Linked DNA regions of Mus musculus: all the other regions are linked to region 4. Evidence: chromatin contacts called from public HiCAR-type and promoter capture Hi-C data. All regions are on one chromosome and are shown on one strand. The core of a region is the stretch at or near the end of the contact, and the rest is flanking DNA. Distances in the headings are between cores, read along the strand shown. Region 1 holds the start of Snx20 (sorting nexin 20). Region 2 overlaps Cyld (CYLD lysine 63 deubiquitinase). Region 3 holds the start of Brd7 (bromodomain containing 7). Region 4 holds the start of Aktip (thymoma viral proto-oncogene 1 interacting protein). Region 5 holds the start of Sall1 (spalt like transcription factor 1).

What was found. Promoter capture Hi-C pulls out the DNA fragments that hold promoters and counts their contacts. HiCAR-type assays count read pairs that join an accessible place to other places.
Region 1: a promoter capture Hi-C map of pre-B cells shows a contact between it and region 4. The contact joins the promoter of Snx20 here to the promoter of Aktip in region 4. A contact is called at or near these places in 3 of 39 promoter capture datasets (the C10 cell line, liver and pre-B cells), 1 of 115 datasets of contacts at active chromatin or transcription factors (astrocytes) and 1 of 9 other capture datasets (adipose tissue).
Region 2: a HiCAR-type map of astrocytes shows a contact between it and region 4, with 5 times the contacts expected there. The contact joins the enhancer-like site here to the promoter of Aktip in region 4. A contact is called at or near these places in 4 of 39 promoter capture datasets (the C10 cell line, hippocampal neurons and liver) and 1 of 115 datasets of contacts at active chromatin or transcription factors (astrocytes).
Region 3: a contact with region 4 is called in a promoter capture Hi-C map of embryonic stem cells, with 4 times the contacts expected there. The contact joins the promoter of Brd7 here to the promoter of Aktip in region 4. A contact is called at or near these places in 3 of 39 promoter capture datasets (embryonic stem cells, liver and pre-B cells), 2 of 115 datasets of contacts at active chromatin or transcription factors (astrocytes and embryonic forebrain) and 1 of 9 other capture datasets (liver).
Region 5: a promoter capture Hi-C map of embryonic stem cells shows a contact between it and region 4, with 5 times the contacts expected there. The contact joins the promoter of Sall1 here to the promoter of Aktip in region 4. A contact is called at or near these places in 1 of 39 promoter capture datasets (embryonic stem cells) and 3 of 115 datasets of contacts at active chromatin or transcription factors (astrocytes, embryonic forebrain and embryonic stem cells).

Annotation. Positions count from the first base shown.
Region 1 is chr8:88,633,385-88,637,846 of GRCm38.p6, forward strand. It overlaps Snx20 (sorting nexin 20), which reads right to left and starts at 2,744. Exons shown (of 4, transcript NM_027840.3): 1 at 2,602-2,744.
Region 2 is chr8:88,718,532-88,722,964 of GRCm38.p6, forward strand. Cyld (CYLD lysine 63 deubiquitinase) reads left to right here. Exons shown (of 17, transcript NM_173369.3): 5 at 767-865. It also overlaps the pseudogene Gm17995. Among named protein-coding and RNA genes, the nearest start is that of Cyld, 24 kb to the left of the region's middle. Within about 2 kb of position 1,285, at least 7 of the 459 cell types and tissues checked have an H3K27ac peak or open chromatin away from gene starts, as enhancers often do. A contact at or near this core is called in astrocytes, where this site is marked.
Region 3 is chr8:88,358,711-88,363,520 of GRCm38.p6, forward strand. It overlaps Brd7 (bromodomain containing 7), which reads right to left and starts at 3,462. Exons shown (of 17, transcript NM_012047.3): 1 at 3,196-3,462; 2 at 2,792-3,000. The coding sequence starts at 3,244.
Region 4 is chr8:91,131,431-91,135,977 of GRCm38.p6, forward strand. Aktip (thymoma viral proto-oncogene 1 interacting protein) reads right to left here and starts at 2,597. Exons shown (of 10, transcript NM_001302266.1): 1 at 2,470-2,597.
Region 5 is chr8:89,040,070-89,044,622 of GRCm38.p6, forward strand. It overlaps Sall1 (spalt like transcription factor 1), which reads right to left and starts at 2,793. Exons shown (of 3, transcript NM_001371070.1): 1 at 2,283-2,793. The coding sequence starts at 2,358. It overlaps Gm3134 (predicted gene 3134), which reads left to right and starts at 1,174. Exons shown (of 3, transcript NR_166639.1): 1 at 1,174-1,727.

The DNA.
Region 1 (4,462 bases), core at 1,494-3,993, 2.5 Mb before region 4:
CAGGTCATGAGGCTCAGTGGCAAATGGCTTTACCTGCAAAGCCAGCTCACTGAACCACACTTTCCTCTTTCCTCCAAGCCTTTGGCATGGTACTATCCACATTCAGGGTGGGTCTTCCCCTTAACTTAGTCATCTGCGGAAACAGCGCACAGACGCACACAGAGGTCGACTTCTCTCGGCTCCCAGGGTATTGTAAGTCCAGTTAAGTTGGCAAGATTAAGCATCATAGCACAGGAACCAAGAGGAAGTGCAATGATGTCATCACATCCTCTCTTTGAGTTAGTCTGGCCTAGGGGAGGCTTTAGCCTGTGCCTCAGGGGCTGTTCTTCATATGGCAGGTGGAAGGGACTATTTTCTGAGTGGCATCTAATCAGCGGTTCATTAAGTATCATCAGAAACCCTCCATCAGGCCTCACAGTGACAGGAGGTGGGTAAACTGAGGCACAGAACAGGGTCCCGGCTGGACCAGTGCTGTATATGCTTGGGTACTCAATAGCTTGTGTGACCTGCTAACCTCTCAGCCTCGTGGAGGAGTCAGGAGGCATGACCCCCATTCTGACTGATTGCAGCCCCTGGGCACGTCATTTATTATCTTCTGTTTTCCATCTCTCCCTTTCCTTTTTTGGGAAGGGTGGCTATAAGCCTTATCACACTGTTAAGTGTTGATGGGATGGGTCCCTCATGTTCTGCTAAGTTCTCAACCTCCCAATGCTGTGACCCTTTGATACAATACCTCAAGTCGTGGTGACTCCCCAACCCTAAAATTATTTTGATGTTACTTCACAACTGTCATTTTGCTACTGTTAGGAATTCTAATATAAATATCTGATATTTAGGATATCTGACTGTGACCCCTATGGGGGGGGGTCACAACCCATAGGTTGAGAACCACTGTGCTAAGTGCTAAAGCAAGATAGTAGGTAGTCCATAGGCTGTCATATTTAACAGGGGGTTTTATTTGTTTGCTTGCTTTTGTTTTTTGAGATAGTGCTTCACTATGTAGCCCAAGCTGCCCGGAAGTCATAATCTTCCTGTCTTTGCCTCCCTAGGGCTGGGACTACAGGTATGCCAAGGGGGCCTATTTTACCGAATGGAGATGTAGTGTTTCCTATGGGCACTCTGTACTCTCCCTATGATTTTGTCTGTGAAGTGAGTGGTGGCTTGTGGAACTGGCCCTAGTGGTCCAGGCCTTTCCAGATCTGCAGGGAACTTCTTCCATGGGGCTTCGGAAGACCGCAGAAATGTGCCCGTGCTGCGTGCTCTGGTAAACCATTCAAAAACTGGCATGAAACCGAGGCTTAGAATAAAACTCAAAGCCACAACCAAAGCTGTTCCTGTCCTCTTACAGGACAGGCTGGGAGTGACCCATTTAAAGACAAGTAGATAAAGATGATATGTTGACAGTTTCCCAAACACATCCAAGCCTCAGTTTCCCCCTGTGGGCAATTGATCCTTTTGCTAAGCTCCTTGGTTTTTTGTTTTTTTAGTTTTTTGAGACAGAGTTTCTCTGTATAGCCCTGGCTGTCCTGGAACTCACTCTGTAGACCAGGCTGGCCTCGAACTCAGAAATCTGCCTGCCTCTGCCTCCCAAGTGCTGGGATCAAAGGCCTGCGCCACTACGCCCAGCTGCTAAGCTCCTTGGGGACAGAGGGTTCTGAGGGCTGCCTTATCACTCCACACCCTCAGTGGGAAAGATTTCTAGCCATCAGAACAAAGCACTGCAGATGTTGGGACTGGACTTGGCCCAGAGGACAGAGCAGAGTCGCAGGCTCCCACCCCTCCACCCCTTACTATCTTCTGTGCATGACAATCTTCATTTTCCGGGAGCCTTGGCTCTTGTTCCCCACTTCAAGGGGCCCTGCCCTCTTCAGTCCTCCTCCTTCATACACAGGGCCACTTGTAGAGCCGAGGCCACCTTTCTCGGGGGCAGGGGGAAGGTTGTGGGGGGTGGCTAATGAAAATCTGGTAGAATATAGTAAAAGCCCTTGCCCATAAGACAGAAGAACTGAGAGGCACCCATTCAAAGAGGAGGAGGAAGGAAGGAAAGGAAGGACAGGGAGCGGCAGCCCTGGCTGCGGGAGTTTGAGTTTAAGTCTCCTTTCTTTGTAGGGCAGCCTCCTCAGGTCTCCATTGAAGGGCCAGCCAAGGCTCCACCTGCCCTGAGCACCATGGGACCCCTGGGTGCTTCTCTGTGGAGCTTGCCGCTGGAAGCGCTCTCAGTTGGGTGTGCACATCAGAATCCCCACTGGGACTGGGGAGAGGAAGTGTTAGGAGCTCTAAGGCAAGCAGGCTGCCTACCCCACAACACCCAGACAGAGCTGGGGTGGGCTCCGGATTCTTACTCGGCTACAGGGTCCACCCTTTGAGAAATACAAGCCTGGACTTGTTCCCAGGAACAGGACCAGTGCCTGGCATTGCAAAAGGAGTCAGGCTTAGAGGTTGGAGGTGGGTTTGGCCCCAGTTTCTAAGGACAGCCCATACTCTCACCACCCTTGGTCCCTCCTAACCAGTACCCAGGGAGTTCCTAGAGGGCCTCTCAAGGACATCACTGGGTCTCAGGGCGCAGAAGCCAGCTACGCTTGGGGTCAAACACTGACTGACCTGGGATCTTCAGGCTTTGTGGGTTCGGGGTCCAGGAGAGTCACATGCCCCAGTCCGATCTCTTTTTGCAAGGTCCAACTAGATGGCTGAATGTCTGCCGCAATCCTGAGTTCTCCTTTTGAAAACAGGAAATGGGCTGAGTGATCTCCTTCAGGGGCCCCAGCTTATTGGTTGCTGAAAGATGTACATTGAACCTCCTAGACAAATATCTGCAGTACATCATACAGGCCACGTGGGTCAAGGCCACCAACAGGAGGACAGTTTAACTTCACAGCAGCTTTAAGCAGCTTGATACGTATTAGACACCCGAACGATAGCTGGCATTTGGAGAATTCATTTCAAAGTCCTTTGTTTTAGTCCTTTTCTGTGGCAATGACAGAAGACGATAAACTGAAGGAAAAAAAATCACACACACGAAAGTTTATTTAGTTTATAGCTCTGGATCCGGAACATGCAAGAGCACACTGGTAGTGTCTGTGAGGGCTGTCCTGCCGCATGTGACATGCCATGGTAGGAGGTGGACAGACAAGAGAAAGCTTACCTTATGCACCCCAGTTTCACAGTTACAGCATAAATCCCTTTATGAAGACTGTCCTTATGACAGTCAACTCTCAGAAGACCCTACCTCCCAAACCCATTATGTTAGGGATCTCAGTCTAACATGAGGATTTGGGGATACATTCTTTTAATAGTTATTATCCTAGCTATGAGCTAGGCATAATGGGGCCCTTCGTGTTCTGTTGACAAGCTGGAGAACTGAGGTTTGGTGCATGGAGCTGGTGGGATGCGGAGCCAGTGCCTGACACAGAAAGGTCATGGGATAGGCTAGGGTACGGCCCAGGTGGACATCTTGCACTCCCCTGGCTGTGAATGAGCCAGGCTGTACCTTCTCTACCCTTGGCATGGCTAATACTTCTTGAAGCCATTCTACAGTGTGGGCAGGGGTGTCACCTCATAGCTTACAACACTGGGTCCCACAAAGGATAATTATGGTAGACATTTTACAGGCTTATTTCCCACCCATCTCTTCTCCGTTGGAGTCCATTGCCTTCTTTGTCTTTTATCGAATTGCGTTAATGGCTGAAGATAGGCCGAGAGGGTTCCTTTGGGTACATGTGCTTCTTAATCTCTTTTTCCTCCCGAGGCTCACATTTGCACTGAAAGGATCTTGTGATGAATAGATGCTGTCTACCATGCTCAACTAAATCAATCTTGCTTTTCACTGTCACAGAGGTTTCGCCCTCATTTGCATCTGCTTCAACCCCACAGGCCCTCAGGAAGCTTATGATGAGTCAAGGTGTACAGAACACTTAATGGTGTCATGCTGAGCGTGTGAGGCTGGCAACTGAGGGCATACTAAAATCCTCATCGTTTGCCTTTCTGCTCAGGACTCTGTACAACATCCTGCCTCTCTGCACCACCATCACTATCATACCAAGAACACACATATCCATAAGAATTTGGTTTTGGCAAGAGCTTGAGAGAACTACTGTGCATGGCGTGCCTCTGGCTAGCCAGTCCCAGCTGCAAGGGCCGGATCTCATTTGCCTCTGCCTCGTGTTGCCTGGCAGAGGGCCTAGTGTGGTAAAGAGACAAGAGGTTGCAGAGAGGTGTGTGCCTCTGCCCCTCCTCTTCCTACCGTGCATCTTTCCAGCTCCTTGCCCTGTCTCTGCCCAGGCTTGAAATCTGTGAGATGCCACAGCAGGCTCTACATTCTTCTCCAAACCCTGTGAGCTCATCACAGCAGTTAGCAGCCACAGGGGAATAGTGTGACAGTCACTGCTTCCTCTTTTGGGGCAGGGGCCCAGTTTTTGGAAACCACCTGACATGGAGGTGTGCCCAGATTTTGTTGGAGGAACAC
Region 2 (4,433 bases), core at 35-2,534, 2.4 Mb before region 4:
AAAATTACTATTGTGCGTCTCTGGCTTTCTGCATTATTGATCTGTGCATAAATCTGTGTTTTTCTTGTTTTCATGTGTTTGTATACACATCTGTTATTTTTAATGTGTTTGTGTTAAAAGTGGAAGCATATTTACTCCTCAGAGCATTCCTAATCCTGATCTGTCTCCTAAACAGACTGTTATCAAGCTATCTCTGTGAAATAAATTAATCTGAGATTCTCACTAGAATGGCACAAAAGGTTTTATCAAATACATTTAGTGCCACATCATTTAGAGATTCTTTAGGCATGTCGGCGTGTAAAGATTCTGATTTTTGCAGTAAATAAATGGTCCATCTTTATCTCAGCACCTTTTGTAAATGCTTGAGTGTAAAACACTGTAATATGGAGGGTTGTGCTGGGCTTGCTGATCTGGAAAATGCAGCAAAAACTATGAATAAGGTTTTCTTTATGTAAGGTTTTCTTTATGTAAAGTTTTCTTTATAGCTTTTTTAAAAATCAAACAGAATCGACTTCCTCTGACTAGCTTTTCAAAAGTTAAAGCATTTGGAAGGATTTACAAAAGAACAGTGCTGATGTTCTTTTCCGTGAGAAATTACTTTGCAGTGTTTTTGAGTCTTTAAAGAGAATCTGCATGACTATAAAGATTATTCTTTTTTGTTGGAAAGGATTGTTTTGTTTTGTTTATGCTCTTGTCATTGATTGCTAAACTATTTCTCTTCTACATGAATTTATGTTTATATTAAAAAGTGTGTTTGCTGTTTCAGATAGCGTGACACAGGAAAGGAGGCCTCCCAAACTTGCCTTTATGTCAAGAGGTGTAGGTGACAAAGGTTCATCTAGTCATAATAAACCAAAGGTTACAGGTATGGAGCTATTCTTGATAGTTTACATGATATCTGATTTTCCAAATGTTAAATAATCTATATAGTATTTGTGTGTGTGTTGTGTGTGTGTAACTCAAGCATTTTATGTAAACTAAAGTTTTATGTACATGATTGTGAGGGTGCAGTAAAGAAACTAAATGGCCACCCCATGAATTGTCAGGGGAGGTTTTTGCAGCTGAAAGAGTCCAGAGCAGAAAGAAAAGGAAGCAGACTGGACATGATCAGGGCCATTTGCAAGAGAAGCAAGAATTGTGGGGGCAAGGGAAACTCTTGCCTTTATATAGGGAACAAATGGGTGGCTGGGAGTAGGGAAGCCCATGAGCTGGAGAGAGTTAGGGTAGAGGAGGAGGTGAGAGGAGCATGGGCTGTGAAGTGTTTCACAGATACTTAGGATGCCGAGGGAGCCTGGAGGCCAGCATGCACTCTGGTGTGCTAATAGACACTACAGAGAACCATTTGTCCCTTCTACCAGTGATTATGGAAATGGCTCCTTTGGTAGAGAGGAACCAGCTTCAGAAGTTCCTGAGGAATGCTGGCTTTTATCTAACTAGCAGAAATCCTTCTATAGCCTAGGACAGCCTTTTGGAGTTTGAGGAATTATTGTCTCCTTTTGACAGAACACTGGGGACATGGAGACAAGGAGATTCCTGAGATTTCTTAGCTATCACTATCAGCTGCCTGCCTATTTTAATTGGCAACTCTCAGGTCAGTGGAGGCATTCTTTAAAGAAAACAAAACACAATAAGCTCTTGAGGACTAGCACACACATGCACACATACCTTTTCATACACATACCTACATGTCATACACACAGAAAACACTCCATAAGATCACCTACTCTCAAACATAAAAAAGCTATAGGTTTCTTATTTGGGGATGAGGGCCTTGGTAAGTTTCCTATGTTGAATTTAAGCTTCTGGACTCTGGTGATTCCTCTATCCTAGCTTTCCAAGTAGCTGGCTACAGGTGTACTGCATGAAGTATGAGTTAAACTGTGAAGTGCAGAGCTTTTTACTTTAAATTGAAAAGCAGTTGGCTTCAGTATAGGTTGAGGAATTCGCACTGATCACCAATGAGGTGTGTCTTTGTATATCTAAGACTGAGGCAGGGAAGTGTCTTGTACCTGTTTGTAATGCAGGTCTACTTTCTTCTGATTTAACCATCACCCTATAAACCAGTGGTCCTCAAACTTCCTAATACTAATACTGTGACACTTTAATACAGTTCCTTGTGTTATGGAGACCCTAAACCATAAAATTGCTTTGTTGCTACTTTCAAACTGTAATTTTGCTATTGTTAAGAATTGTAATGAATATCTAGTATGTAATCTCCCAAGTTGAATGACCACAGGTTGAGAACCATTGCTATAAACCTATGAGATATGTGGAAGCTAATAGAAAAAGAGTTGTGTGATCTCTACATGTAACAGAGGAAGATTCTGGTAGAGAAATAAAATTTTACTTAGCAGTTTAGAATTTAACTTGCATTAAATAGAGTTTTTAAGACCACATAATTAATCTCTAGTATGATTTGTCCTATAATCTAAAGTGTGAGAAATTATGGTGCTTCATTTTTTTCAGACATGAGAAAATTACGAAATTTTATTTATTCATTTATATGTTTATTACTATGAATGGCAAGTTTACTTTTTTTCTTTAAAATTGAAACTCTGGGAATTCAGAATTAACATCCTTGCCTGTGAGCTTCTTATCCACAGCAGACAATGTTGTGGCCCTGTGTTGCACATTGTTCTGCTGTTCTTTGTCTCAGTGGCCCTTTCTGAGCCAGCTGCTCATCCAGCTTTACACTATCTTCTTACCCATAGTCTCATGTGTGAAGATCAAGCCCTCAAGGATGGCATAGTGCACTGTCATCAGGTTGCAGCCTCTGGGTGCCTTCACTGTGTTTTTGTACAGTTTTTCCTTGTTGGCTTGGGCAGAGTCCTCCCCCAGCAATGCAGACTACTTGCTTCCCACTGAACCTTTTCTCCATTTCACAAAGTAGCTGGACTTGGATTTTCTGGAAGGATTTCAGCTGAGGAACTGGTAAAAAAAAAAATTAATATAGCTTTTGGACCTCCAACTTCAATTTCCTTGGTCATGTTGAGTTCCTGCTGCTATGTCTTGAGATCTGAGTTCATCTCCAGCTGGAGCAGTGCCTGAGAGATGGAAGATTCAAACTCACTGGGCTTCTACCATTGGGCTTCACAGTCTTGGCATTCAAGCTTAACATGGCCTCCACCTGAGGGGAGGAAGGTGCCACCAGTCACTCGGGTCACGGGCATCACTGCTAGGACCATCTACTGGCTGCCCCAGAGGTCCTCCAAAAGTCCTTCCCCTGAAACTATAAAAAACAAGAAATTTTACTGGTAAAATTCTAAGATGTTTAAATAGTAAATGTAAAAAAAAATTAAGTTATTATTTTTTGTAATGTTTGTAGTCAAAGTCAACAGAGCCTTATATGTGGTGAGGAAAGTCCTTCATCACTCAGGCATAGCTCCAGACACTGAAGTTATGTTCCTTTTGTTTTGTTTTATTTTGTTTTGATTTTCTTTTGGGGGAAAGGTGATCCTGGGATCAAGCTTAGCACCTTACACAAACTAAACCAGGACTCTACTACCACACACCTCGCCTAAACCTGAATTGTTTTGTTTTGTTTTGTTTTTTTCAAGACAGGGTTTCTCTGTATAGCCCTGGCTCCTGGAACTCACTCTGTAGACCAGGCTGGACTTGAACTCAGAAATCCGCCTGCCTCTGCCTCCCCAGTGCTGGGATTAAAGGTGTGTGCCACCATGCCCAGCTAAATTTTTTTATTCTTAATTTCAGTTTGATTATAGCATTTGAAGATTACAAAGGGAAATTATAATCACATGGGATGCACTCTGAGCAGTACATCATTAGGCAGTTGTGTTTTTCTGTGACTCCCAGAGAACGCACTTACACACACCTTTGTAAGAGAACTGTGTGCATATGTAGGCTCTGTAACACTGCTGCACATTTGTTCTTTTGTAGACTGAAATGTCTTTATATCACAGCAGTTCTCACCCCATGGGTTCTGATCCCTTTGGGGGTCAAATGTCCTTTCACAGGAATTGCCTTAGACCATTAGAGAGCACAGACATTAGATTCATAACAGCGAAAGTACAGTTATAAAGTAGGAACAAAACTAACTTTATGGTTGGGGGGTCCCGGTATTAGGAAGATTGAGAGTCACTGTTATATGGTATGACTGTAACAGGTTAAATGTGTGAGTCAGTAGTTTGATCAAATGAAATGAGAGGAGGTAATTTTAACATTGAGAAATAGACTACATGGAATGATTTTTTTTTTCTTGACATGAGACTTCTCTGTGTAGTTCTGGGGGTCCTGGAACTTGGTCTGTAGACCAGGCTGGTCTTGAACTCAGATCCCTCTTCCTCTCTCTCCCTAATGCTAATTAAAGGTGTGTGCCACTACTGCCTATGGAATGATTAGAGTTTTAATATAAAAGTAAGCAGGCTTTAGCTTGTTCCCATTTGCTTGTATTGACCAATTACCAAACTTCTAAA
Region 3 (4,810 bases), core at 2,212-4,711, 2.8 Mb before region 4:
GACAATAAATCTAGACACCGGCCACACACAGAAACTCCCAGGAAAGTAAATGTACAAAGCAAAACCTGGGACCTTCAGATAAAGAATTCTGAGACTCAGGAGTAGGAGTTTTCCCCATAAATTTGACTTAAAGATGTATGTATGTACGTATGTATGTATGTATGTATGTATGTGCCTAGGTATGTGCATGGACACCACATGGATGCAGTGCACTGAAGGCCAGAAGAGGGCATCAGAAATCCTGGAACTGGAGTTAGAGGCGGTTGTGAGCTGCATGCGATGAGGGCTGGGAACAGAGCACAGGTCCCTTTGAAGAGCAAGTGCCTCTTAACAGCTCTCCAGTCCAAATCTGAAATTTTATTTATAAACTCGGTGCTGCAATGAAACCAGTAAAGCTAAACTACATGCTGGGATGAAGAATGTGAGACACAAACACTCATGAAAGGGAGACCAGCAGTAGATAAATGTTTACAAATCCATGTAAAGACGAAAAAGACATCACAGAGAGGATGTGAAACCTAGCACAGGCTCCCAAACTCAGGACTGATGAGCTTCAAAACTAAAGGGCAGGGCTAGAGAGGTCCAGCAGCAATTAAGAGGACTGGCTGCTCTCCTAGAGGACCTGGGTTTGATTCACAGAGTGGCTCACAACTCCAGAACCATAGGATTTAAGGCCTTCTTTTCACTTCTAATGGGCACCAGGCATTCAGTGGCATACGGATGTACACACAGCAAAACACCCATCCACATTAAAAAATAAAATAAAGATTTGAAAGATAAGTCTCTCTAATGGGCAAAATTTAAATGTATGAACAAGTTGCTATAAAAATGTGGAGTAATAAGACACTGATGCTTTCTAGACCTGTGCTTCTCAACCTTCCAGTGACCCCAGCACAGTTCCTCATACTGTGCTGACCCCAGCCACTGAAATTATTTTGTTGCTACTTCGTAACTGTAACTTTGCTGTTACTGCTAGGTGACCTCTGTGAAAGGGTCACTCTACCCCAAAAGGGGTTGAGACCACAGGCTGGGGACCAGGTGGCTGGCTGGTCAGGAACCCCAGAGTTACTGACCTAAAGGTACAAAGTAGAGCCTGAGAACAGACTGCCAAGCAGTGACCACCAAAGCAACACCCACGTGACCTGGAAACTTTTAAGATGTACATTCTTGAGCTCAGAAGATAAAGTTGAGTTCTCTCCTAAACAACACAAAAAACTAAGACAGAGAATAAAAACATTAGAGGGAAGAAAGTGATCAGAGAGGTACTCCAGTCACTAAACACCTGAGTTGAAAGCACAGCATCTACTGTAAAGTGACGATGCAGGAGAGAGGCAATCCCAAAGTTCCAAGAAAGCAAATGCTGGTCACAGGCTAAATCAGGGCGCTGACCAGCAGCCAGAAAAGACATAAAGTCTGCTGAATTGGTGCCTACATTGGACAGCTTACAGCTGCCTGTAACTCCAGCTCTAAGGAATTTGACACCCCCTTCTGGGCTCCACAAGTACCTACATGCACTTAACCCCATGTCCTAAATTTTAAAATTCTGAGAGAAAATATCTTTCAATTTAAATTTCTGTTCTGACTCAAACTCTGTATCTGTATGAGAAGTCTACCCAAGGGCAAGGATTTTTAAATATGAAAAGCATACCAAAATCTACCTGTTCAAAGTTTTTCTTAGGCTTCTCAGCCAGCGATGGTGGCCCACATGCATAATCCCAGCAAAAGGAAAACCAGAATGACGGACATACACTGAGTTCTAGGCCAGCTGCATACCTGATGCCCAAATACCCACGAATATAATCAAGACAAGCCTTGTCGAACTCATAGGTAAAACAATTTACATGTTCACTTTCAAAACTCTCAGTTAAAACAAAGACTCATGCCTGTGTGCTTTTGTAATTTAGGAAATGAAAATATAAGCCAGCCTGACCCAAGACTGTGACTATTGCCATAGTCAAGCTAAAGGTCATAAAATTCTGGGCAAAAAAGAATAAATTTAAAACATTCCTCCCCCCCCCCCCAATAATTTAAGACATTTTAAAGAGACAATCTCTAAGGCTTGGCCACTCATCAATGACTGTATAAAGCAAAGAAAAACTCTAAAACTAAGCCTCAGAAAGGATGACTTTCAAAAAGTACTAACGCATTTTAGTAAGCACTTGAGGGCAGGCAGCTAACATTTTGGAAGGGCAGAATTCTAGGGCAATTCCAGATATGGGTGGACTCACCTTTGAGAAGAAAGTTAACCCGCACTATTCAACCTACCTGGCAAATCAAGACATTAGCTACTTACTCTTTTCTAGTTAATGAAAACGGTTGCTTATTTTGTATTAAGCAGCACAGGTTGGCCGCAGTCTCCTGCGCGCTGAGATCACAGGCACGTGCCATCACGCCGCGCCAGCTCCATTTGTCATTAAAATAACTTATTTCAGGAGAACACTTGGGACACCTGTAGATCGCCTTCACTTCTGAAGAACAGCTACGTTTGACAAACCTCCCAGGCTTTCCGGTGAGTGACTTCTCACCCTTCCAAGACAATTATAAAAAAAACAGCCTTTGAAGGAGTCACGGAAGACCAGGACTCGGCTGCTTACAGGATGTGTGGGGACAGCACGGGTGCTCGAGAGGACACTTGGGACAAGACTTGCTGAGCGCCCAGGTGACCCAGGCTTCTGGTCTGTCTCACTCCTCCACAAAGCCAGACTTCCCAGACGTCTGGGTGTCGCACTGGAACAGGCTAAGGAGGCTGGGAACTGGAGCCCGGGGCCATAAGCAACAAAGCCCCCTTTACCTTGACTCTTCTCCGTTTTCTCCCCTTCTCTTCCCCCGGAGCCTGCTTCTCGCCTTTCTTCCTCTTTTTCCGTTTTCTGTCCTTGTGTTTGTCATGGTCGCTTCTGTCTTCGAAGAGGCTGGAGTCGTGCCCGGAGCTGCCCGTGGAGAGCTCGGTGACCTCGCTCCCCCCGACTTTGAGGACCAGCTTCAGGGGCTTCTCCACGTACTCTGAAACAAGAGCAGGACGCGGGGCTGAGCCGGGGCCGGCCGAGGGCGGGCGCCCCACCTCCCAGCGCCCCACGAACCCCCGCCGGGACCGGCAGGCCCGAGTCGAACGCCGCCCCGCCGGGGGCGATCTCCGCGGGTCGGGGCCTTGCGGGCAGGGGACGGCGCGGCTCCGCAGGCAGGCCAGCCGCTCCTCACCCTCGTAGAAGTGGCGGTCCGACTTGTGCTTCTTGTGCTTCTTGCCCATGTCCGACCGGGCCCCAGAGCCCGCCCCCCGCGCCAGGCCCAGGCCGTGCGGCGCCGCTTCCGGTCCGGGCCAGGCGAGCGGAGGGCGGGAGCGGGGCCCGCGAGAGCCCGCGCCGCGAGGCAGGGGGACGGCACGCGCCCGGCGGCGCGAGGTCCCTCACGAGAAAAAAAAAAAACCACGCGCGGGACGCGACCGAAGCGCGACACCAGTGGCGAGAGGGCGAGAGGCCGGCAAACCAGCGGGAAAGAGAGGCCGCCGAGCGGACGGGATGCGGTCTGCGGCGCGTGGCGGCCCCTGGCGGCCGGAGGCGGCGCTGCAGCCTGTGGTGGAGGGCGGGGCTGCGGCTGGGGGGCGGGCTCAGAGGCGGGGCCTGTCTTGACTTTCTTTTTCCATCCCCGACGCTCTTCCCTGCTTTCCTGAATCCTTTTAACTTTCCTTGGCTTTTGTTTCTTGTCTTTAGCAATATTATTGAACTCCATCTGTACAGGATCGGGCAGACCCAAGAATATGGGTCCTGCCAAGCCTAACGATCTCCGTTCGCTCTCCAGGTTCCACATGAAGGAGAGAATCGACTCCTGAAAGTTGTCCTCTAATGTTTACATTTATATATATTCTTGCACAAATAAATAAATGCATACAGAAAAAAACCAAAACAAAACAAAAACAAAGGCTTGTTCATGATAGAATAAAGCCTCCAAGATGTTAACTAAATGAAACGCACCAAGTGTGCAGCAGTGTTGTTCAAAAGTGAGACCGGAAGTGAAGGTGTGGTCTGGATTCAAAGGCTGGAAACAGTACTGCTTACTTTATTTCAGGTGACCAGGACGGTATAGGGGTGGATTCTTTTACTTTTATGCTTTTCTTTGTGGTTTAAAAAACAATTTATATGCTAAAGTAACTGGAAAGAAAAGGAAGCTAAGGGTCTAGAAATTAGCTAGAACTTGCCTCCGAAAAGGTGGTGGGGTTGCAGCTATTGGCTCCCCAGGGAGGCACAGGCTGCCTGCTGTTTTGTCTGCTTCTCACCCCCATCAGTGCCGTTCCTGTTCTCTTATCTCTGGATGCCCAGCCCTTCTGGGCAGTGGCTCACTGACAATTTTGTCTACTGGCACTTACCCAGATGGGCCACGTTAAGATCTGCTTGTGCTGGGTGTGATGGTGCATGCATGCATGGCTGTGCTGGCCTATCCCGGCCCTCAGGTTGAGGCAGGAGGACTGAATCCCAGACTAGCCAGGGCTACATAGTAACATGCTATCTAAAAATAGAGCTCACTGTTGCATGTGCAGAGATGTCTAGGGAAATAAAGTGCACGCTCTCTCTCTCTCTCTCTGTGTGTGTGTGTGTGAGACAACTTTACAAAATAGCAAGAGCAGGTAATATTCATATTCCCATTTTATAGAGGAGGAAATGGATGCCCAAAGAAATAAGATAGGGGTCAGATGTAGAATCAGTATTCAAATCCAGGCTTGAACTGGAGTCACAATCCTTTTCATTAGTTAGTACACACAGTGCAAAGTGTCTTTACTGCACTTTTAGCCTTCTAGTGGCCTATACATTTTATAAAAATC
Region 4 (4,547 bases), core at 1,347-3,846:
ACCTGCTGACACAAAAACAAGCAAAGGAAACCATCGTCTGAATCCCAGGTTCCTGACCGGCATTTAGACCAGGCAAGGTCAAGATTCAGCTTTGCTTTACACTGCAGCCATGGCTCCTAATGAGCCTATAGCACAGTATGGCTCCTCTGTGCACCCGACTAATGGGAAGTCAGTATGCACTCTAACACCTACACTCAAGCTCTATCTGTCACTGTCCCCACCCTCACGGTGAGGGACTAGGCATCTCCTGGATGACTTATCTCAAGCACAAGACTAACAGCCAGTGAGGGAAGAAAAAACATGAGCCCAGTGATCTGAGTTCGAGGCCAGCCTGGTCTACAGACTGAGTTTCAGAACAGCCAGGGCTATACAGAGAAACCCTGACCTGGGGGGGGGGGGTATATACCTGTATGAGGAAAAGGGAGTAGAGTCCTGTCCCTACTACTCCAAGAAACTGCCCTTTAAGGAAAAAAAAAGAAAACAAAAACTCACTATGTGGTCCAGGTTAGTCAGGAATTCAGGATACACCCCAGGCTGGCCTCAAACTCCCAATCTTCCTGCCTCTGCCTTAACCTACAGGGAATACAGGTAACTGGTATTCCTAGCAAAAGGAGGTTTGTTTAAAGTACTAAAAATACAGTATAAAATTCTGCAGTATTCTGCACCTGAGGAATTTCAAATGCGTACATTCACAGAGGGTTCAAAGGAGAGAGACACTTCAGGTAGTGGATAAGAAACCAGGTTTCGGGCTGGTGAGATGGCTCAGTGGGTAAGAGCACCCGACTGCTCTTCCGAAGGTCCAGAGTTCAAATCCCAGCAACCACATGGTGGCTCACAACCATCCCTAATGAAATCTGATGCCCTCTTCTGGAGTGTCTGAAGACAGCTACAGTGTACTTACATATAATCAATAAATAAATCTTTAAAAAAAAAAAAAAAAAGAAACCAGGTTTCAAAGACCACAAGGTCAGTGGGTGGCTTAGTAAATATACAAAGACAGACACAAAAGTAGCCAGCTCAGCTGCAAGACTCCCTCCACAAAGTCTGCTGAGTTTAAAAGGATGGCTTCTTATTTATATCCCTGAAGGTGAAAGGGGTCAAAACTCACATTTCTAAGAAGCAATGCTATACCAGTATCTCTAATCAGCAGTGCCTTGTGGGCATATAGCATCCATGGGTGGGTACCAGCCAGTGCCTATAACTGCTGCCGTGCTTTCCAGGAGACAGTGTCACCCAGTAATTAAACCAGAGGACAGGGATCCCACTTCTCCCACTAACTTGCTGACTTGCAGCCAGGTAGGGCTTTGCAAACCTGCTTTTAAAGGTGGCTGACACCATAGTGCATCAAAAATTCAAGGAGGGTTATGTTCCTGTTTGGCTCAAATGAAAACTATATATTTTCCTTAAGGACTAGTAACCCACTGCCTAGACACACATGTTTTCTCAAGGTTTTTCTTCACCTCTTGAGAGGCGTGGCATTTCCTATTTGTAAATGTACTGGCACTGGGCACCTTTCATGTCTTCTGCCTTTAAAAATTCAGTACATGGCCCTCAGTTCCTCCAAAAGGTACCATGTACCGTCCAGCGCAGCCATATTTTTAACTCAGTGGTTCCAATAGCAACATAAGCACAAGGAACCGTAGCCAACTTTTCAGAAACTACAGTTTGCTAGATGAGCAATCTACCATAAGCATAGCATGACATCGTCCAATAGTAATGACAGATGTAAGGAAAACAGGTTCCATCCTTATTCGCAGAAAATACCACCAGACTTCCTGCTCCTCTGACTCTTAAAAAAAAAAAATGATTGCATGCATTTACACAGCTGAGCGAAGTCTGCATCTTCACCTATGCGACAGTGAGTATACCGCAGAGGGCCAATGAGACCTAGCTACCATCGTTCTTCTGTGACACAGAGCTAACTAATGTTATCACCCCAAAAAGGGTTTACGAAATTCCACATTAAGAGGCCACCAGACAGGACCGAGGAAAAGTAAACAGCCCGGGCCTCCGACAGCCCGGCTGGCTGGGCAGCTAGCTGGGCCGGGCACCCTGGCCCGGGGCACAATCCCATTTCGGAGCACGTAGAGAATCTGGACAAACCTGTCCCGAGGTGATGTAAGGCTGGTGCCCGGCCCTAGCCTGGAAGCGAGTTGGAGGCTGGCTGGGCCCGCTAGTCTGCAGCCGAGGCCGAGAGCCTGGGGCTTCATGTCAGCCCCTCGCCAGACAGACGGGACCCAGCGCAGGAGGGGCAGACCAAGCGGAGCAGAGCGCCACCAACCCTGCCGCCCTCTTCCTCGGGTGCAGCAGGTGCCTGCAGCGCACAGGTGCGGCCCCGCCCCCGTGTCCCCGCGCGGCCGCCGTCGCCCCGGTCCCTAGCGCACCCCAGGGAACCGAACGCCGGGCCGCGGACACAAACCCTCTGTCCTGACGACTCGGTAGCCACCAGCCCAGAGGTGAGACGCTTACCTGGATGCCCTCGGTGCGGAGCGCTGGGGGCCGAGCGCCACCGCGGGCCAACAGCATCTCCGGCTGTCCTGCAGCCCGGCCCCTGCCGCTCCTCTCCCGCAGAGCCCCGCCCCGCCCTGCCCTCAGCGGGACACGCCCTGGACACGCCCTAGACTGGGCGCTTCCGCTCGGATACCCATGCCGAATGGCTCTCTCTCGCCGTCCATCAAAAACGTACTTCCGGGAGGTGTTGGGGCTTGGAGCTCCGTCCTGCCAATCAAGTTAGCGCCGCTCGGGTGGGGCCGCGCTCGTACCTCCCCCTTACGTAACAGCGCCCAGGGACGAGCTGTCAGTCAAAGAAGCTTCAATCCCTGGGGAGGCTGGGACGAGAAACAAACAGGCACCAGGCCGCCATTGGACGTGGCGTGTGTCAGTCACCATGGATACCCACCCAGAGGTTTATGCGGCAGCCACTATAGCCAGTCTCCGGCAGTGATTGCTGCTAGCTCTTGGCTCCGCCAAGCGTCAGCCGGTATCCAGGCCTGGACTCTGAGCCACTGGCTGGAGAGGGAGGTCTGCAGCTCCCTGGTGGGAGTGATGGGATTTATTAATCAACTTGCTTAGGAGACAATAAGTGACACAGAGTAGAATTTAGCTGAGGTAGTGCTACCTTTACAATAAATCCAAAGTTATCAGGCTTGTTAGAAAGAATTCTGTAAATGTTTCTTCCCGGGGATTGATGTGCATTAGGTTCCATTCCCATAACCAAAAAAAAGACAACCCTGATTTACAACCAGCCATTAAACACATTAGCGTATCAAAGAACGTGTCTCTAACGGATACAAGCATCCTGAAGTTCTGGCCTGACATAAAGCCCCGTTTCTCTGGAGAAAAGCATAATTCTGCCCAGTGGCCAAGATGACCCTCTGTAACGACTATTATCGAACAACACTGATGTACTTAAGAAATAATTCTGGCGCCGGGCAGTGGTGGCGCGCACGCCTTTAATCCCAGCACTTGGTAGGCAGTGGTAGGCAGATTTCCGAGTTCTAGGCCAGCCTGGTCTACAGAGTTCCAGGACAGCCAGGGCTACACAGAAAAACCCTGTCTTGAACCCCCCCCCCCAAAAAAAAAAAAAAAGAAGGAAGGAAGGAAGGAAGGAAGGAAGGAAGGAAGGAAGGAAGGAAGGAAGGAAGAAATCTGGCAATATTTGGCTGTGTAAATCTTAAATGGCCAGACTTGCAGCCTACAGTCTCTGTTTCTACTGTGGCCTGCATCCCTTAGTCCCTACTTGTTACAAGATATGTCTGGCCCCTACTCTAATTTTTCCCCGCCCGGGAAACATGCTGCCTTTCTCCCTAGAAGCCCTTCCCCATGTAACTCAGCCATTTTGGTTACCTGCTCCTTTCAGTTTACCCCTTACTCTCTTAGCCAGTCTCTTAGACCAAGCTGCCTCTCTTGGTTGGCAGCTCCCCTTCTAGCTCTCTGTTTCCACATCTCCTCAGGTGGCGCAGCTCAGTCTGGGGATGTTCACTCTCCCAGATGTCTCTGCCTCTGTCTCTGCACCCCCTTTTATCTGCCATAAACTTTGTCCTTCACCATACCTAACAGCAGTCGCTTCCTTTCCTTTTTTGTCATTCAAGAGGCAGGGCGTCAGGGGAGCTTGCCTCTAGTCAGCCCCTCCACAGATCTGTCAGGGGCTTGAGAACCAGGGAACCGGTGTCACAAAGGTCTCTAGCACCGAAGTTGGAGGCCCTCTCCCATGGCGGCGTGTAGCCCGCTCCCACCTAGTTCTTGCGTGTCGCTCTCACTTTGACCTGAAACACTTGTGACCTTTCCCTGTTCAAATGCCTCCCACTGGGTACATTTCATGCTCCATAAAACCCAACGGCCCCTGGCTTTCAAGACGACCTTTTCTGGCCACCTCCTTCCTGGTCTAGCCCAATTCTGTGAAGGCTGCCCTTGGCCTTAAAGCCTCCAAACCTGGAGTGGGACAGCTCTCTAATTCACTGCACAGTACTGAGCAATCCTAGCCACCCTCCCCTGGGCTCCCCTCCCCCATTTTCTAGGCACAACATTTAGGTCTCCTTCTGTCACCT
Region 5 (4,553 bases), core at 1,543-4,042, 2.1 Mb before region 4:
CTAAATCCTGTAACCCTATTACAAAACCTGCCCTCTAGTCAACTTCTCCCAAACTTATTGTTCAGCCATGTAAAAACAGTCATAACCTAAAACTATTACTACTGAAGAAAAGGAGGGAGTAAGGAGCTGGCCTGGGAGGGGTGTTTCCTAGGGTGTTCGGGATAATCACTGCTTTAATCACAATGAACCAGCTTTTAGGAAGAAAAAAGGAGAAATTAAGTGAAAAAAAAGAAGGAAAAGAAAGAAAGGAAACTTGATTCAGTTCCTTAATTAACTTACCTCACAGCTCAAATAAACTAAAAAAAAAATTGTACTAATAAATAATAATAGTAAGAGGCAGTGAACTCCTTTAATGCTATCGCTTTATGAGAAGCCTTAACTATTAAAAATTCCAGCTCTAGACTCAAAGCGAAGAACTAGCAAGGGTCTTTTCTTCCCAAGCTCGAGGTGGTGGTTGTTAGTTTTGAAATTCTTTGCGTGGAAAATACAAACAACCAGTATAAATTTAAAAAACAAAAACCAAAAAACACCTCTCTTTCCCCAGGTTGTTTTTCTCCCACCCCCACCCCCGTATGCAAATTGTTAAGTTTTAACAGCATCCCGGTGCAAAGGCCTCACTTTAGGAAAGATTGTTGTGGGGGCGGCAGAAAGCCTAAGAAACTAGCTGAGAAACCCCACAAAAATAGTCCGAGTGGTTGCTGCGGCCTTGGCTAATTTCATCTGGTTTTACCCTCAAACCGGTTCTTTTGGGGTGGGAAACTGGGTGTGTTTCAAGGGATCCTTCCAGAGGACTCAGAGAATCACACTGGTGAGGCTTCGAGCTTCCAAAGGTGCTGGGCAAAACAGTTGCCTTAATGGCTCTCAGATCGCCTGAAAAAATGTCCAGGTGTCTCACGCCAGGATTGCCCTCTCCCAACAGCGAGGAGGAAGTAAGCTGTCGATCCCTTGTCGCTCTGGCTCTGCCTGCGCGTACCCGCACCCAGAGCCGCTCAGAGCCAGGCCTCTGGGGACGGAGCCTGCGATGTGGGGCTCCAGCGCCCGCAGAGCGTAGTGGCCAGAGGTGCGGATCTCAGGTCACGCTTCCGAGCTCTGCTGGGGTGCAGCTCCTTCCTCCACGCCCGGGATCGAGGATTCCCGAAGGGCAGCCGGGGCCGCCGAGCCTCGGGTCTGGTCACTCTCCAACCGACGCAGCGGAGAGTCAGGCACAAAGTCCGGTGACCCCGGAACCGAGCGTAGCCTCTGGCCTGGGAGCTCGGAAACTCTGCCCTAGAACAGTTCAGGTCAAGCTGGGGTCGGAGGGGGTCTTCCCTCAGTGACCCCAGTTCCCTGCGCGGGTCTCTCCCATTCTAGGCCACAGTTCCCGCACACAAACTTTTCCCTACTCATTCAGTCCTTTCGGAACCCTGCCTTCATTGCTCGGCTGGCTCCAGGGGTCTGGCGGGCTAATACCCGGGACCCAAGAAAGTGTCTAATGACCCTTACCAGAACGGGTCCCGAAGGATGGGACTCCATAATACGTGGGGTGCACACATCCAAGCCCGACTTTGACGGGTTATGGGTGCAAGTGTGGAAAGAAACGACAGGAGAACAAACTTGGGAAGCCGGACCAAGCGACACTTCCCTGTCCCTAAGTCAGTCTCCAGAGCGACCGGCAGCACTCGGCCGCGACCCCAGGATGTCGCTCCTCCACCCCAACCCCCAGTTCTCACGGCTCGGAACCCCCAAAGGTACCATGTTTCGCCCGCTAGCCAAGTGGGAACGAGAGTTTGGGGGGGGGGTGGGTACGGAGAGCTCCCCACGCGCTCGGCGTTCAGCCACCCGGACGAAGTAAACTTCTTTAACGTTGGCCGCAGGGCTGGGCGGTGAGGCCCAGGCGACAGAGGCCCAGCCCGGGGACCCGGGTGGCGCGCGGGGAGCGGGAGAGAGCTCGCGTGGGCAGCTCCAGATGGCCTCTGCCCGAGAGATCGCCCCTCGGGGCGGCAGGGTCGTGGCCGCGGCTTCTCCGACCCTCTGGGCGGAGGAGCGAGCCGGCCAGTCGACCCTACTCCGCCCAGTCGAGGACACGGAACTCCGGAAAGCTCCAGCCGGGATAGGCTGGCTCTCCCGGGACAGGGGAAGCCTGGCCCGGCAAATTGAAATCGAGGAAGCATGAAATAAAATCAGACGCGCCGAGTGCAGAAGGCGAAAGCGGCGGTGGGCGCGGGGCCCGCCGCGTGTGCGTGGGTCCGAGTGTGCGTGTGAGTGCGTGTCTGTGTGTCCGCGGCGCCGGCCGGAGCACTCACCATCTCGCCGGGGGAGCGAGGCCACTTCGGGGTCGGATTGGAAATGTTGAGGCTTCGCTTGCTTCCTCCGCGACATGCTGGCTCAAACATCAGCTGGGGCAGAATAAAAAATTACTAAAAAAAAATCTTCTCAAAATTACGGAAATCGAGCGGCGGCGGCGGCGGCTCCCCCCGCCCGCCGGCCCGCCCGCCCCCTCCCCGGCTCCCCGGCCCCGGGCACAGCGCGCATGTGTCCTGCTATAATTATGATTATCAATAATGCATTGCGATTAATCATAGAGGGGCTCTTTGAAAGGCGATTGGCACCGGGCCAGCGCTATTCAAACCCGCTCGCCTTAATCAATTAGTTCGTGATTTGCTGCAGACCCCTGTCTCTCCGCGCGCTGGCCCAATAAGCCGGCCGCGGGGCTGGCTCTGCGCGCCGCGCCGCCCGACTCTTGGTTAACCCTCTTGGCGACCGCCGGGGACTCCGCGGCCCGGCCGCCGGGGGCCTGCCTCCTCGCCACTGCGCGCCCAGCGCCCCGGCCGGCGCCCCCCGCTCGTTCCCCTCCCCCCTCCCCCGCCCTCCATCCCGGGCTGGGCCGACCCGAATTAGCATGCTCGCCCGGGAGCCTAGCGGAGCAGGGCCGCGTGGGGGTGGGGCTGGCGGCGGGGGCTGGGGACCCAGGCTGCGGGCGAGCGGCGAACTTCCTAACTCCCGCGCTGCGTACTGGCCCGCGAGGGGGAGGGAGTCCCGTGGCGGGACGGGGTAGGAGAGGGCGCCCCATTTCGTGAGTGTTCCTTCATTTTCTTTAAGAGCTACCAGAAAGCAGCCCACCCCCACTCTCATAAAAAAAAAAAAGCGAGTGGGGAAGAGCCAGCCCCACGCCAGTCCGCCTCCCGCTCGCTGCCGGGCCTCCCTCCCGCCTGCCCGCCGCCTGGCTCGGAGATCCTTCGCCCAGAGTTCTCCACTCTCAGGATCCCGGGCTCGCGGGGGTGCGGAGAAGAGGACCCAGGAAAGGTTTGGGGACGTGATGGGTTTGGGGCTTGGGGGGAGGGGCAGTTTTCTCGCCACCCCATCCTCTCCCTGCCTGGGAGCGGCGACCCTCCAGCCTCTTGCTGGCTCCTTAGCTCCCTTTCTCTACCTTGGACATTCCCGGGACAATTAGGGCTGAAGTTTTCGGGAGAAGCGCCCCGAGCCCGTGGGATAAGGGGGCGGCTCGGCTCCGCCCAGGACCCCCTCCCGAACCTCCCCCCGGCCGCCCCGGTTGGCTGCAGGGCGCGTCACTCCGCGGGGAGGCGGCGGCCACCGTGGCGCCGCCAAGCTCCGGGCGGGTGGAGAGCAAGGACCTGCCTGAGCTCCGAGTTCAGCTTCTGCGGGAGGGAGGGGAGGGGCGCAGCTAATTCTGTGCTAAGCAGCGCTCCCCTGGCCTGGGTGGTGCTGCTGGAGCCAGACCCTAGGCACCGCCTCTACCCTGGACCCTAGTGCTCCGTGTCCTAGGGGTGGAGGCCGCCACCTCGTCGCAGACGAGGTGGCTACCCGGAGTGAGTGAGCATGGAGGGGGGGTCCTGTTCGTTGCCCTGCTAGCTACGCCGTGACTCGCCTTCACTTTTCCGACACTTGCTACGTGCGGCGCCCAAACTTTTCTCTCCATCTCTCTCTGTTTCTCTCCCAGAGCTGGGAGCCAGCCTCTCTTACCCGCTCACGGGACCCAGGGATCCGGGCCCTGTACTCCCTCTTCCGGGTTTGGGCGCCTGCGAACCTGAGGCTTGGTCCTCGGCTTAGTTTAGACCTCCTCCTGCCTCGGGGTTTCCGCTCGCCGAGGTTCCCGAAGTCCTGCACCCGAAGGACTAAACTAACTAAACTTCGGCTGAGTAATGGGGGTGGAGGCGGGGGAGGGGTGCAGATACACAATCCTTGCCCTATCTCGCGATCAGGAGAGGAGAGGGCTCATAAGGACGCCCCAATTCTGGAGCGCCTTTGAGTCTGGATCGTGACACAGTCGGCTCGCGCGAAGTGGGCACTAGCCTTCACAGCAGAGCCTTGGAACTCAGGACCCATGTCGCACTCTCTTAAATGGCTTTTAGCCCCTTTCCACGGTTCTTTTTCCCCTAATCTTTTGTGTGCTAGTTGAAAGTATCTTTTTATGTCTGCTGACTTTATACTTCTTGGTTTAACTTCTGCCTTCTTTCCTTCTCCCCGTCCATCCTTCCTCTCTCTCTTTTTTTTTTTATTTTGTCCTTGCTCTCCCACCCCTCGCGCGTCTCCCTGGTCTCCGGCTCTCTCCCGCA